2 separate regions of the Sus scrofa genome follow, and region 2 is linked to region 1. A link is a contact called in public promoter capture Hi-C data. All regions are on one chromosome and are shown on one strand. Each heading gives the region's core, a stretch centred on a gene start, on an enhancer-like site or on the middle of the called end of the contact. The rest is flanking DNA. Distances are from core to core; before and after follow the strand shown. Region 1 holds the start of CLPTM1 (cleft lip and palate transmembrane protein 1). Region 2 holds the start of BLOC1S3 (biogenesis of lysosomal organelles complex-1, subunit 3).

Region 1 (7,162 bases), core at 1,871-4,370:
ACGGGAAGGGGTGGGGGGACACCCTGGAGAAACAATTCCTGCTCTGTCCACTTGTTTCCCACAGACTCAAGCCAAACCAAACCACTGCCCAGGACTGTTCTGCTTCCAACCAATCCTGGTGCCCTTCCCAGACTCCTCCTTCCGTTCTCAGCCTCCACCCCAGTCCCACTCCCTTCAGGACCCCAGGAGTCCAGGCCCCCAGACTCCTCCTCCCCCAGAACTGAGGACCCCCAACCCATTCTCCTCAGGACCCAGAAATTCCGGTTCCCCAGCCCTCTATTCCTTTAGAACCTGAAATCACAGCTTCTGGGTGTTGGGCGTCCCCTAGTGGAGTGCAGAGCGGGTCTGGCCTGTGATGCTCTGTTAGAAATGGGAGAATAGGGAGTTCTTGTCGTGGCGCAGTGGTTAACGAATCCGACGAGGAACCATGAGGTTGCGGGTTCGGTCCCTGGCCTTGCTCAGTGGGTTAAGGATCCGGCGTTGCCGCAAGCTGTGGTGTAGGTTACAGATGCAGCTTGGATCCCGAGTTGCTGTGGCTCTGGTGTAGGCCAGCAGCTACAGCTCTGATTAGACCCCTGGCCTGGGAACCTCCATATGCCGAGGGAGCGGCCCTAGAAATGGCAAAAAGACCAAAAAAAAAAAAAAAAAAAAAAAAAAGGGAGAATAGGAGTTCCCATCATGGCGTAGTGGAAACAAATCCGATGAGGAACCATGAGGTTGTGGGTTCGATCCCTGGCCTCGCTCAGTGGGTTAATGATCCAGTGCTGCTGTGATGTAGGTTGCAGACGCAGCTCGGATCCCAAGTTGCTGTGGCTGTGGTGCAGGGTGGCAGCTACAGCTGCGATTAGACAGATCTCTAGCCTGGGAATTTCCATATGCCATGGATGTGGCCCTAAAAAGAAAAAAATAAATAAATTTGTACATATAATTCTGTACCTTTAAGAAAGAGTCCCACAAAATCTCAAATCTGCCTGCCTTCTGCGGGATTTAATCAGTATGCTCATTTCACATTTATTTATTTAGTCTTTTGTCTTTTCTAGGGCCACACCCATGGCATATGGGAGGTTCCCAGGCTAGGGGTCTCATCAGAGCTACAGCTGCCGGCCTGCACCACAGCCACAGCAACGCCGGATCTAAGCCATGTCTGTAACCTACACCACAGCTCACGGCAACGCCAGATCCTAAACCCGCTGAGAGAGGCCAAGGATCGAACCCGAGACCTCATGGTTCCTAGTCGGATTCATTTCTGCTGCACCATGACGGGACCTCACCTTTATTCAATTTATTTATTTAGCTACACCAGCAGCATGCAGAAGTTCCCGGACCAGGGATCAAAGCTGCACCACAGCAGTGACCTGAGTCCCTGCAGTGACAGTGCAGGATCCTTAACTTACTTGGCCACCAGGGAACTCCTTGTTTCACCTTTAGACTTGAAGACCGGCCCTACAACTTCACAGAATTGTTACCACTACCATTGTTATCTGTAAGAGAAGTTCCAAGACACACCTGCCGCTGTCAGGGATGAAGCAAAGTGGGCAGGGGCGGAGCGGGCAGTCCAGGGATCTGGGAGGACTGGGAGGCGAGGCCACACCCAGTCTGGGGCTGTGAGGGCACTCCTCGAGGAGGGACAATACTATTGAGTTGAGACCTTGAGGAAAGTCGAGGAGGGTGTATCTACAGTTTATGTATTTATATCTATCTAGTAAAATGAAAAATAAATAACTAGAACATTTCAGTGCTAAATCTGGTCTCCTTTCCAGGTAATACGTAGTTAACGGCGTGTGATATTATTTACTAAGCGGCCAGGTGCTTTACATTCTTAATCTGAGTCTTTCCAATAACCCCACGGAGCAAAGGGGTGAAGGAAGAGGGGGTATGATTATAATGCCCAGTTTGTAAAAGAGGAAGAAAATGAGGCCCAAAGAGATAGGTTATTTGTCAAGGATCATTTAGCCGGGCAGTAGCACAACCAAAGTTTGAACCCAGGTCCGACTTCCACCCAATTCACTGGTGAAGTTTTAAAAACCGCTGAGTCTTCCGTCCTCTCTGGGCCTCTATAACTCCTCCTTGGGCCAAGGGTCTCAACACGTGTTCGGGCCTGGGGCTGTAGGAAAATAGCTAAAGAAAAGACATGAAGTTCTCAGAACGCTGGAAACTGCGAGTCCACAGCTGCGAGATTTGCTAGAAAGCAAAGACCGCAAAGGAACGCGCGTGCGCATTAAGCCAGGCCTCCCGAAGACTTAGGGAAGCGCTGACAGGGTCCAATTTGGAAGTGTGGTGACGTGAGAACGCTGAAATAGTAACTCAATGCACAGGATTATAACCTAGAGAGACTTAACACAGGAAAAGGCAGTGTTGAGAAGAGAGGCCAGGAGTTCCCGTTGTGGCTCAGCGGAAACGAATCTGACTAGTATCCATGAGGTTGCGGTTCGATCGCTGGCCTCGCTTAGTAGGTCCGGGATCCGGTGTGGCCGTGAGCTATGGTGTGGATCACAGACGCGGCTCGGATCTGGTGTTGCTGTGGCTGTGGTGTAGGCCGGCGGCTGTAGCTCCGATTTGACCCCTAGCCTGGGAACCTCCATATGCCCGGATGCGGCCCTAAAAGAAAAAAAAAAAAAAAAAAAAAAGGAAGCGAGGTCACTGACCAAAGCCTCTGCCCTCCGAGTCTTCGGTAAGGAGGCCAGTAAAGTTCCTTTAACGCAGCAGGGGCGTGATTCAAGCAGAGCACCTTGAAGGGTTACGGTGGCCGGGAAAGCCCAAGAAACTTGGAAAGGAAAGTGCTCAAGAATCGGCGAGGATGATATTAACTGGAAGAGGCGGGGTTGTTGGGGGGAGAGGACAGAAAGAATGGAAGCTGTGGGAAGCACACATATTGGCCAAAGAAGTCTGGGGCGCTCGGGGCACGCAGTGCCCACCAGGTGAAAATACTCAGGTTGCAACGGGAAGGAGGGGGTGTTACGGTGGCCTGGTTCGCCCTTCCGTAACCGGAAGCGGCTTCTGAGAGGGTGGCTGAAGCGCTCTTGCCGGATACGGTGGCCGGCAGGTCGGGCAAAGCGTGAAATCTCGCGCGATCGCGCTGGCGCCGTCGGGGATGGGGCGGGGCTGACGGCGGGGGCGGGGACCCGGAGCGGGAAGATGGCGGCGGCGCAGGAGGCGGACGGGGCCGGCAGCGCCGTAGTGGCGGCCGGGGGAGGCGGCTCCGGTCAGGTACGGAGGCCGAGAGGGGCCTGAGGGGTTCTTCCCCACTCGGGGGGCCTCCCACGGGGCGTGTCCTGCCTCTATTCACGGAATCCCGTGCATTGGGGGCTCCTTGCCCAGAGGGACCTTGAATACAGGGCCCAGGCGGGGCCGGGCGATCCGGGAGGCCGGACAGTGCGGGGACCGGGGCCCTGTTGCGCGCCGGGTCCCCTGCACGCTCGCGCCGGGCTACCACCCGGCTCGTTGCTCGAGCCAAAGAGACAGTGGCGCGGAGGGGCGCAGACTTGTACCCAGGCGCCTTGGGTTCTCTCCTGACTCCGCGATCCTGGGCTCCAAGACCGTTCTCACAGTGGGCTGGCGTTCACGGGGTCTTTTTCTCGGTGCCCGAGGTATGGGCAATGATTGATTACTTGGGAGTTTTCTAAGTCTGGGGAAGTTAGGTGACCGTCATGGGTTAAGGGCACGCGCTGAACAGACCCATTTTACAGACAGGAGTCTAAAGAGCAGAGTAAGGAAGGTGCTTGCAGAAGGTCACCCAGGTTAGATTTGGGGGCCGTTTCCTTTAGAACTTACCAGACATTGCTGAAACAGGGTAGTGGGGGCTGAGCTAGGTGTATTTGCAGCATAAATTAGCCCTATGGGGGACTTAGTCCTGGTGCTGATGGCTTCTGACCCATTGCCACTTAAACTAAACTGAGGCTGCAGAACATACTAGTTCAGGCAGCCATCCTTCAGCCATTTAGGGAATCAATGGAGTGACAGCCAGGTGCTGCCGACCCACCCACTAGGATGTCACTGACACGTGGGAGGCAGCTGGGGGAGAGGAGTGCAGGTTGGGTGGGGGGAACGAAGCTGACTCTATGTGACCTTGGGCAAGTACCTTTTCCCCTTTGGACCTTCAGTTCTCCAGGGGTACATGGAGGGGTTGGACAGGAGGGCCAGCCCTTTGGTGTTTTCTCTCTCACTCTACTGAGGAAGGGACTAGCGTGTAAACAAAGAATGATAGTCCTGACTGACAAGGGTGATGGCACAAAGTCTTTATCAGGGACTGCAGGAGCCCAGAGGAGGGGCAAATAATGTCACCTGGGGAAGACACTGGGGTGAGAATTGTGTGGCAGAGCCACCATTCCTGGTCTGGATCTTTTCAGCATCCTCATCCAGGGCCTGGTCCTTGGGGCACCCTTAGGAAGTGTTTGTTGAGTGAGGGCTAGAGTGAAGACTCAGCCCCTAACTTCAGGGGCCTTCCAGTCTCACTAAAAGAAGGTCTTTCTTCCTCTTGAGTGTCTGTTGATTACTGGGTGGGAGGTGGTCAGAGAGACTAGGTCTCAGGGTGCCCTGATGCCCTGAGTTTACAGAGACACCCCCTTGGCCCCCAGATCTCCTCCTGTCCCATTTCTCCGTATCGTCTTTCAAGACTTAACGCCTTTGCTTTCAGGATTAAGTATGAATTCTTTGGCAGATCAAGGCTTTGCATGATCTGCCTTTTTGCTTTAGACTAGGATTTCTCAGCATCAGCACTGTTGACATTTGGGGTTGGATAATTCTTCGTTGTAGGGGGCAGTCCTGTCCATTGGAGGATGTTAGCCAGCACCCCTGGCCTCTACCCACTAGATGCCAGTAGGACACACATCCATCCCCAGTAGTGACAATCACAAATGCCTCCAGGGAGTTCCTCTCGTGGCTCAGCGGTAACGAACCTGATTAGTTTCCGTGAGGACTCAGGTTCAATCCCTGGCATTGCCATGAGCTGTGGTGTAGGTCGCAGACGCGTCTCGGATCTGGCATTGCTGTGGCTGTGGCAAAGGCCGGCAGCTCCAGCTCTAGTTAGACCCTAGCCTGGGAACTGCCATATGTCACAAATGTGGCCCTAAAAAGATGGAAAAACATGCCTCCAGACATTGCTAAATGTCCCCTGGGGGCCAAAAAATTGTTCCAGCTTGAGACACTGGGCAAAGGAGCATCAGCTGCTGTGAGGCTCTTTTATTTCCAGGAGGTTGCCTTGTTGGCTGTGTCCTGCCTCATAGCCTTTGCACAGGCTTCTCCCCTCTTTACCTGGCTGATCCTTACTAGTCGTGTACGCCTCAGGTGTTCTCTTCCCTAGGAAGCCTGTCACCCTCTCAGAGGGCTCCCCTGTCCCAGCCCTGCCCACTCTGGCCTGTCACTGTCTTGTCTCTTCCAGTGGGCCGGGAGCCCCTGGAGGGCAGAGCCGGAACTGTCTTGGTCACCACTGTGCCCCTGGCACCGCCCAGCTCAGGACCAGGCACAGAGCAGGCACTTGTCATCTGTGGAGTGGGTGGGTTCAGAGGCAGAGGCTGGGCCGGGGCGGGATTCCCTGGTGGGTCCAGCAGTCCAGGAGAATGCCTGACTCCCTCCCGGCCCCTGGCCCAGCCTCATGGTCTCAGCGGCTTCCTGGGCCCTGTAGTGGGTGTTGCTGAGAATTGTGTGTGAAATCGGGCATGCGGGTCGAAGAGCAGGAACCATGTCTTAGTCACTGCTGTGTCCTCAGCCACCGCCACCACCCTCCCCTGCCCACGGGCGGGCCCTCCGCAATCTCCTGCCCCAGTCAGCCTGCTCCTCCAGCCAGGGGCTCAGACACAGGGCCCCCAGCTCTGATAACCATCCTTCGCCTAATGCGTAGGAAGTCCCCACTACATGCTGGGCTCATGCCCATGCTGGGATACAAATGAACAAGACAGGCCCTGCCCTCCGGGAGCTCAGGTATTTGCTGAGGGCTGGAGGTTGGGGGATGGTGTGGGGTAGGGGACGGGACAGTGAACAAGGTAAATAAGAAAGATATATGGTGGGACAGATGGTGGTAAGTGCCTTGGACAGAACCAAAGCTCGGGAGGAGTGTAGGAACTCCCAGCCATGGGCAGGAGGGTCGCAGTTTAAATAGGGTGATCAAGGAGGGCCCTCTGGGGAGGTGACCTGAAGGAGATGAGGGAGGAGGAGTCACATAGACGCTTGGGGGGGGGGGGGGGCTTTCAGGTAAAGAGAACAGTCAGTGCAAAGGCCCTGAGGTGGGCGGTGCCTGGTGTGATGCAGGAGCAGTGAGGAGGCTGGAGCTGGTGACTGAGGGGAGGGGGCCAGCTCATGCCAGGCCCTGGCGGCCATGGAAACAACTTTGCCTTTACTCCGAGGGCAGTGGAAGCCACAGAGAGAGTTACCTTTTTATTGAGGGGTAATTTAGCCACATTCACCTGCTGGCAGCGTAGAGGTCAGGGGTATTGAGTACATTTATGCAGTTGTGCAGTGCAACCAAACCCAGAACACCTCTGTTCCCTCAATACTTCCCTTGCTTCTTTTTACAGTGACTCTGCCCCCAGCAGCGTTCCTTTTTGTTGCTAAGTAGTATTCCATTGCACCCATACAGCACAAGCCATTCACTGAAAGACTTCGGGGTTGTTGCTGGCTTTACGAATAATACTGCTACGGCCATTTGCATATAAGCTTGTATGATGTTCGACGCGGGTTCTCATTTCTCTTGGGTACAGACCTTGGAGTGGGGCTGCTGGTTTGGATGGTGGGGGCATGTTTCACTTTTTAAGTATCTGCCATATTTTTCAAACCAGCAGTTCCCTTTCTGCCACCAGCAGTGTAGAACTGCTTCGATTTCTCCACATCCTGGCCAGCACTGGTGACTTTGTCTCCCCTCACCTCTGCCGCACCTGCTGCATGTGGAAGCTCCTGGGCCAGGGATTGATTCTGAGCTGCAGCTGCAGCAACGCTGGATCCTTAAAATCCGCTGCCCTGAGCCTGGGATTGAACCCATGCTTCTGCAGCTACCTGAGCTGCTGCATTCGGATTCTTAATCCAGTGCACCACAGTGGGAACTCACACCCTTCTTTTTTTTTTTTTTTGTCTCTTTGCTATTTCTTTGGGCCGCTCCCGCAGCATATGGAGGTTCCCAGGCTAGGGGTCGAATTGGAGCTATAGCCCCCGGCCTACGCCAGAGCCACCGCAA
Region 2 (7,162 bases), core at 1,285-3,784, 180 kb after region 1:
GAAGAAGACCTAGGCCAATAAAAGTGTCTTGCATGTACATGATGAGATCATAAAAGGAATAATAATGAAAAAAGTGGGCACAGCCCCCGCACTTACTAAGTTCCTGCTCTCTCCCTCACCCTTTCTTCTTGGAAACATTTTATAATTGAGGGTTGATGTTGCACTTAGTGCTTTAAAGTCAGAGCATTTATTTATTTATTGTTTATGGCCACACGAGCAGCATGCGGAAGTTTTGCATGCGGAAGTTTTGGGGCCAAGAGTTGAATCCTAGCCCCTGGATCCTTTTATCCCTACTGTGTGTGGCTGGGAATCAAACCCCCACCTCCACCCTGACAGGATTCTTAGTCCAAGGGACCATGGCAGGAACTCCGTGAGCGTTTATTTTTTATAAGGATCAACTTCCAAATTGCCAAGCAATTTTTTTTGTCTTTTTGCCATTTCTTGGGCTGCTCCCGTGGCATATGAAGGTTCCCAGGATAGGGGTCTAATCGGAGCTGCAGCCACCAGCCTATGCCAGAGCCACAGTAATGCGGGCCCGGGCCCGGGCCCGCGTCTGTGCCCTACACCACAGCTCATGGCAACGCCGGATCGTTAACCCGCTGAGCAAGGGCAGGGATGGAACCCACAACCTCATGGTTCCTAGTCGGATTCGTTAACCACTGCGCCACGACGGGAACTCCTGCCAAGCACGCTTCTTACCCTAAGCTTTGAGGAAGACTTCCTGCCCCCTTCCAAATGCCCTTCCCCCTTCTATTCCTCAGAAAAGGCCTTCCTCCACCATCCACCATCCATCCCTTTTCTTTCCTCGATTCTACTTAACTTTTCCTTACAGCACTTCTCACTAGCTGGTGGCATGGTCTACTTTTATTTATTGTTTGACTTCTCTATTAAAGAGTAAACTTCGCGAGGACAGGAAAATAGTCCTTGGAATACAGCAGGCGTTCAGTAAGTTTGTCGAATGAATGAATGCCTCACTTTGGGTCTTGGGTGCTGTTATGATCCCATTTTACAAGTCAGGGAATGAGGCACAGAGAAATCGAATAATCGGCTTTCACAGCCAGCGTGAGGGACGCAGGCAGTAAGTCCTCAGTATATAGCTAGTAATCATACTTATTCTAATTACTATCCGCTTACTTTGTGCCAGGCTTTGAGCTTAGGGCTTTACTCCGAGCTGTCTCGTTCAGTTCTAGCAGTAACCCGCGAGGCTGGCCCTGCTGCGACCCCCGCTTTGCAGAGGAGGAAGCCGTCGCCCGAGGTCACCTAAGCGAGGCAGGTGCGGGCAGGAGTTCGACCTGCGCCGCCCGCGGCCTCGATCTGGCCTTCCTGCCTCGGCCCGTGCCTCTTTTCCCCTTCTCCCCACCCCCAGGGCCCGGCGCTCACCCCGGGGCTGGGGTCTGGGTCGTGCGCCCACAGCTCTGCTACCATCTCGGTGTGCAGAAACTCGAACAGTGCCGCGTCCGCCATGTGCCGGCCTCTAGAGCCTAAGGACCGCCCAGCGCCTCGTGCTCTCATTGGCCCAGCTGGGGAAGCCCCGCCTCCTGTGTCTGAGCGCGAGCCCGCCTACTCTCGCTTCCATTGGTATTTCAGACTAGCCCCGCCTTCCTTCCCTGGGCTCTCGTGGTGCGCGCGTGAACCTGGGAGACTAGGGGGAGGGCTTGCTTTTCCTACATTGGCCGCACGTGACAGGCATCTCCGCCCTTCCCTCCGTCTCTTCCCTGTTTCTGGGCCCTCGAGCATTTCCATTGGCCGAGTCACTGGTTACACGCGACATCTTCCCTTTTAGAATCCCTAGTTGTCCACTAGCCTCACACCACAACCCGGAAGCTCCAGCCCAGCCGCTTTCCTATTGGTTGTGCCCCTATTCACGTGGCTCGTCGCACACGCCCTCAAAATTGGTCTTGAGGGGCTAGCTTCCTAGTTGGTAGCCGAGAAGCCCAGGTGATTGGCCGTCAACACCTGCAAAACCTGCCCTCCTATTGGTTGGGGCTGCCGCCTTCCTCCTTTCTCGGTAAAGAGCGCACTTCAGCTGGGTAGCGGATCCCGCAGGCTCGGAGCGTCGGTGACCCGGTACGGTCTTCGGTGATAGCGTTCCCCACCCCGCCCCCACTGGTGCACCCTCCCCAGAGTCCAGCTGGACTGTCCTCCTGTCTGTGACCCAGCCGTTGGTCCCTGCGCGGCTCAGGAGCCCGTATACTTGCGAAGGACGGTGCGGAGGGTGTGGCTTCTGCTAGGAGGCAAAATCCGAAAGAGCTTAGTTTGGGAGTGTGGGAACTCGTGCCTTGAGCGAGCTGGTGGTCCTCAGTTTTTCCTAAGTCAGCTGAAGAGGCTGGGGTCCAGTAGCCACCACCCCGCCGCACATCATCATCATTAGGGACGGTGAGCGCTGTTTGCTGAAAAGGAAACTGAGGCCCTAGCAAGGGAAGCAGTTGGCCCCAAATTGCTAAGAGTGGAGGGGTGAGAATCCAGAACCTGCACCTTTTAACCACCGCGGGGCGCCCGCCTCTCACATCGTCCCTTCGTGCGTCTTCTCCCTAGCTCGGCTCCATGGCGTCCCAGAGTCGTCGGCGGAGGCCGCTGCGGAGGCCTGAGACGATGGTGCCGGGGGAGGCGGCCGAGACCGACTCGGAGCTCTCTGCGTCTCGGAGGAGGAGGAGCTGTACCTGGGCCCCTCGGGCCCGACGCGTGGCCGCCCCACGGGGCTGCGGGTGGCTGGCGAGGCCGCGGAGACCGACTCCGACACGGAGCCGGAGCCGAAGGCCGCGCCGAGGGACCTGCCTCCGCTCGTGGTGCAGCGGGAGACGGCCGGGGAGACCTGGGGTGAGGAGGAGACGCCGGCACCCGCCCCTGCGCTTTCGCTGCTGCAGCTCCGGCTGGCCGAGAGCCAGGCGCGGCTGGACCACGACGTAGCGGCCGCGGTGAGCGGCGTGTACCGTCGTGCGGGCCGTGATGTGGCCGCCTTGGCCGGTAGGCTGGCGGCTGCCCAGGCCGCGGGATTGGCGGCGGCCCACAGCGTGCGCCTGGCGCGGGGGGACCTCTGCGCACTGGCGGAGCGCCTGGACATCGTAGCCGGCTGCCGCTTGCTGCCCGACATCCGCGGCGTGCCGGGAACCGAGCCTGAACAAGACCCGGGACCGCGAGCCTAGCCATGACCCACTCTCCTGCCTGACTGCGCCCTGGCGGCCTTTGGGATGTCGCTCTGTGTCCTGTGTAGCCACCCACCCAACTTGCTGTCACCCTCAGGGCTGACCTTGCCCCCTGGAAAATGCTCTCCCGTGTTTGTGTAGAGGGATGGGGTGGGGGGAGGTGTGCAGCCGCGCCGGGCCCTAGCCCCGACCCTGGCCCCTACTCCGGGGTTCACAGTCTCTTGTTTGAAGCTTGGCTCTAACTCTTGGGTAAATAGCCGCTCCCTGATCTGTCTCCATCTTGGGGGCTCACGGAGCCTCACCTTTCTTTTCCTCTGCCTTTCTCAGTTTGGAGTTTGGTTTTTGTTCACAGGGGCTGGTCCTGCTTGTTTCTTCCCACAGGAGCTCCAGAATCTGGCACAGATTCCTTGATGTCTTCCTTTACTCTCTTGGTTCCGCCCCCCTCCCCTTTTTTTTTGTCTTTTCTAGGGCCGCACCTGCTGCGTATGGAGGTTCCCAGGCTAGGGGTCGAATCCGAGCTGTAGCCCCCAGCCTACACCAGAGCCACAGTAACGTGGGACCCGAGCTTCATCTGCGACCTACAGCACAGCTCACGGCAACACCAGATCCTTAATCCACTGAGTGAGGCCAGGGATTGAACCCACAACCTCATGGTTCCTAGTCTGATTCGTTAACCACTGAGCCACAATGAGAACTCCGGTTCCGGCTCTCTGGTCTTAGCCCCACTTCTGCAATTCTGTCCCTCTAGTCTGGGCCCTTTCTCTGCTCCCAGGCTTGGCCCAGATTCTGTCTCCTTCGAGTCCTTGCTCTGCCTTCTCCTGGCTCCTTCTCCTTGGGCTTAGCGCCACCCCCTTGGCCTGATCTTGTTCCCTGCGTCCAGCTGTACCCTTAGGTTTGGTTCTCCTTTTTGCTTCTTTCATCCTATTTAAACTACCAGCTTATTTAATTCTGGGCTCTGGGGACCCCCCTGATGGTTTCTTCATCAGGGTGATGCCCCCTCCTGACCCTAGGAGGTGCTCCTCCCAGCTCTCCAGGCCCAAGCTGATCTGTCTGCTCCACCCTCAAGGCCAAGATGGTGCTTCCTGCCCAGGCTGCCAGTACAAGACAGGCCTCCTCCTGCTTCTTCAGGCCGAGAGTGGCCCCCAGCTGGCACTTAGGGGCCAAATCAGACCTTCCCTGGAACATTGGGTAGAGTGTGACACGGCTTTCCAAATAAGGACTACGTGCATTTTGTTTGTTCCCTGGATGTTGAAGGGACCTGGATTTCTGGTGGGGCAGGGCCCGGGCTCAGCTCCTTCTCTCTCCCACCTGCTCTGTCTCTTCCCTGCCCTAGTCCCTTGGTCCCATTTGCACTTGGTCCCCTCCCCCCTCTCTTGTCCCAAGCTGAAGCCAAGCCCCCAGGATGGAGAAGTGGGCAGGAGCGCTCTAGGCAGACTCCTTAACACAGAAGGCATTTCTTCATTTGGTTAGTTCCTCTTGTCTGCCATCTAAGCTGGGGGTGCGTTGGTGATTTCGCCCAAAATGTCAGTCCCAAGAAAGGGACCCTTCACTTAACAGAGGTGAAGCCGTAGCTGGGAAATCAGGGCCCAGATATTTTGGCCCTGGTTCTGCACTTATTTGTATTTTGTTACTTCACCACATGTTTACTGAGCTCCTGTTCTGTGCTTGTCCAGTGCTGGGCATTGGGGGTGCAGCAGCCAGGCCGGGCCCTCACGGAGATAACAGTCCACTGGGGAGACAGACATGAATGGAATGTTCTCCTAAATAAATGGATAGTTAATCGTTGTAATCTATACTTTGTCATTTTTCGGGCACTATGATTCGTGCCTTGGAGAAGTACAGGAATTTTGGCATTCACGTTGTGGCTCCGCAGGCTAAGAACCCCACTAGTACCCATGAGGATTCAGGGTCAATCCCTGGTCCCACTCAGTGGGTTAAGAATCCAGCATTGCCGTGAGCTGCAGTGTAGGCCACAGATTCAGTGGGGATCTGGCCTTGCTGTGGGTGTGGTGTAGGCCGGCAGCTGCAGCTCTGATTGGACTCCTAGCCTGGGAACTTCCATGTGCCGCCGGTGAGGCCCTAAAAAGATGTGGGAAAAAAGGACAGGAGTTTTGTGAGTGTGCAACTGAAATGTCACTGACTTTTTTTTTTTTTTCCTTTTCTTTTTAGAGCTGCACCTACCCATATGGACGTTCTCAGGCTAGGGGTCGTCTCAGAGCGGCAGGGCCAGCCTACACCACAGCCACAGCCACACAGGATCCCAGCCACTTCTGCGACCCACACCACAGCTCATCGCAACACCCGGATCCCCAACCCACTGAGACTGAACCAGGGATTGAACCTGCATCTTCATGAATGCTGGTCGGATTCCTTTCTGCTGTGCCACAACAGAAACTCCTGTCTGACCTTGTTTCAGGGGAGGTCACATGGATTCCCTGAGAAAGTGATGAGTGAGCCTGAGCCAAGCCCTGAAGGGGTAAATAGGTGAAACCGGGAGGGTGGAAAAGAGTTGCAAGCAAAGGGAACAGCATCTGCAAAGGCCCAGCCTGTTTAATAACTAAGGAGTGTGATAGCTTCTGTTTTCCACCTAGAGCGGAGAGAGATAGGGGTGTTGAGGGTGGTGAGTGCTGTACCAGCAGGGACTGGAGGAAGCTGAGCTTTTAAACCACAGGAAGATTCTTGGTCTTTATTCAACAGCCAGTAAGCAGAGAATGATGCCGTTAGATGAATGTTTTTTTTTTTTTTTTTTTTTTTTTTTTTTTGTCTTTTTGCCATTTCTTGGGCCACTCCCGCGGCATATGGAGGTTCCCAGGCTAGGGGTCTAATCAGAGCTGTAGCTGCTGGCCTGCACCAGAGCCACAGCAACGCAGGATCCGAGCCATGTCTGCGACCTACACCGCAGGTCACAGCAACGCCGGATCGTTAGCCCACTGAGCAAGGGCAGGGGTCAAACCCTCAACCTCATGGTTCTTAGTCGTATTTGTTAACCACTGCGCCACGACGGGAACTCCAATGAATGTGTTTTTTGAAGGAGACTCTGGGACTGGTGGGTGGTGGGTTTTTTTTTTTTTTTTTTTTTTTTTTTTTGTCTTTTTGCCTTTTCTAGGGCCGCTCCCACGGCATATGGAGGTTCCCAGGCTAGAGGTCGAATTGGAGCTGTAGCCACTGATCTATCCGAACCACGTCTGTGACCTACACCACAGCTCACGGCAATGCCGGATCCTTAACCCACTGAGCAAGGCCAGGGATCAAACCCACAACCTCATGGTTTCTAGTCGGATTTGTTAACCACTGAGCCACGACAGGAACTCCCTGAGACTGGTGTTTTTGCAGTGTGCTACAAATAAGACATCCCCGATTCTCTGGTGGCTCAGTGGGTTAAGGATCCAGACTTGTCACTGCTTCGAACTCATGGGTTTGATCTCTGGTCTGGGGACTTTTATATGCCACAGGTGCAGCCAATAAAAATAATAATAATTAAAATTTGAGTAAATTAAAAAAAAAAATAGGGGTTCCCATCATAGTACAATGGGTTAAAAATCCGATTGCAGTGGCTCTGGTCAGTGCAGAGGTCTGGGTTTGATCCCCAGCCTGGGAACTTTCATATGCCATGGGGTGCAGTCGTAAAATTAAAAAATAAATAAAACTTGCTTTTATATGTAGAGCTGAGCCCTGAGAGAATATGGGAAATCTGGGCCCAAATTGCAGAACTTGCATCAAACCACAGTTGCCCCAGTGGAATTTGCTGATACCAGAGACCCTGAGCCTTGGGGTTTTTTTTTTTTTTTTTGCTTTTTAGGGCTAAACCCATGGCAGTTCCCAAGCTAGGGGTCTGATCAGAGCTGTAGCTGCTGGCCACAGCCACGCAGGATCCAAGCCATGTCTGCCACCTACAACCACAGCTCACGGCAGTGCCAGAACCTTAACCCACTGAGCAAGGCCAGGGATCGAACCCTCATCCTCATGGATACTAGTCCGGTTCCTTAACGGCTGAGCCACAAAGGGAACTCCCCGGGCCT

Evidence for each region. Promoter capture Hi-C pulls out the DNA fragments that hold promoters and counts their contacts.
Region 2: a promoter capture Hi-C map of liver shows a contact between it and region 1, with 2.4 times the contacts expected there. The contact joins the promoter of BLOC1S3 here to the promoter of CLPTM1 in region 1. A contact is called at or near these places in 1 of 5 promoter capture datasets (liver), 1 of 47 Hi-C or Micro-C datasets (retroperitoneal adipose tissue) and 1 of 2 datasets of contacts at active chromatin or transcription factors (alveolar macrophages).

Annotation. Positions count from the first base shown.
Region 1 is chr6:51,408,654-51,415,815 of Sscrofa11.1, forward strand. It overlaps CLPTM1 (cleft lip and palate transmembrane protein 1), which reads left to right and starts at 3,121. Exons shown (of 18, transcript XM_003127223.6): 1 at 3,121-3,207. The coding sequence starts at 3,136.
Region 2 is chr6:51,587,963-51,595,124 of Sscrofa11.1, forward strand. BLOC1S3 (biogenesis of lysosomal organelles complex-1, subunit 3) reads left to right here and starts at 2,535. Exons shown (of 2, transcript NM_001098586.1): 1 at 2,535-2,638; 2 at 2,641-3,260. The coding sequence starts at 2,545. The coding sequence ends at 3,143. TRAPPC6A (trafficking protein particle complex subunit 6A) reads right to left here and starts at 1,534. Exons shown (of 6, transcript XM_021094535.1): 1 at 1,381-1,534. The coding sequence starts at 1,512.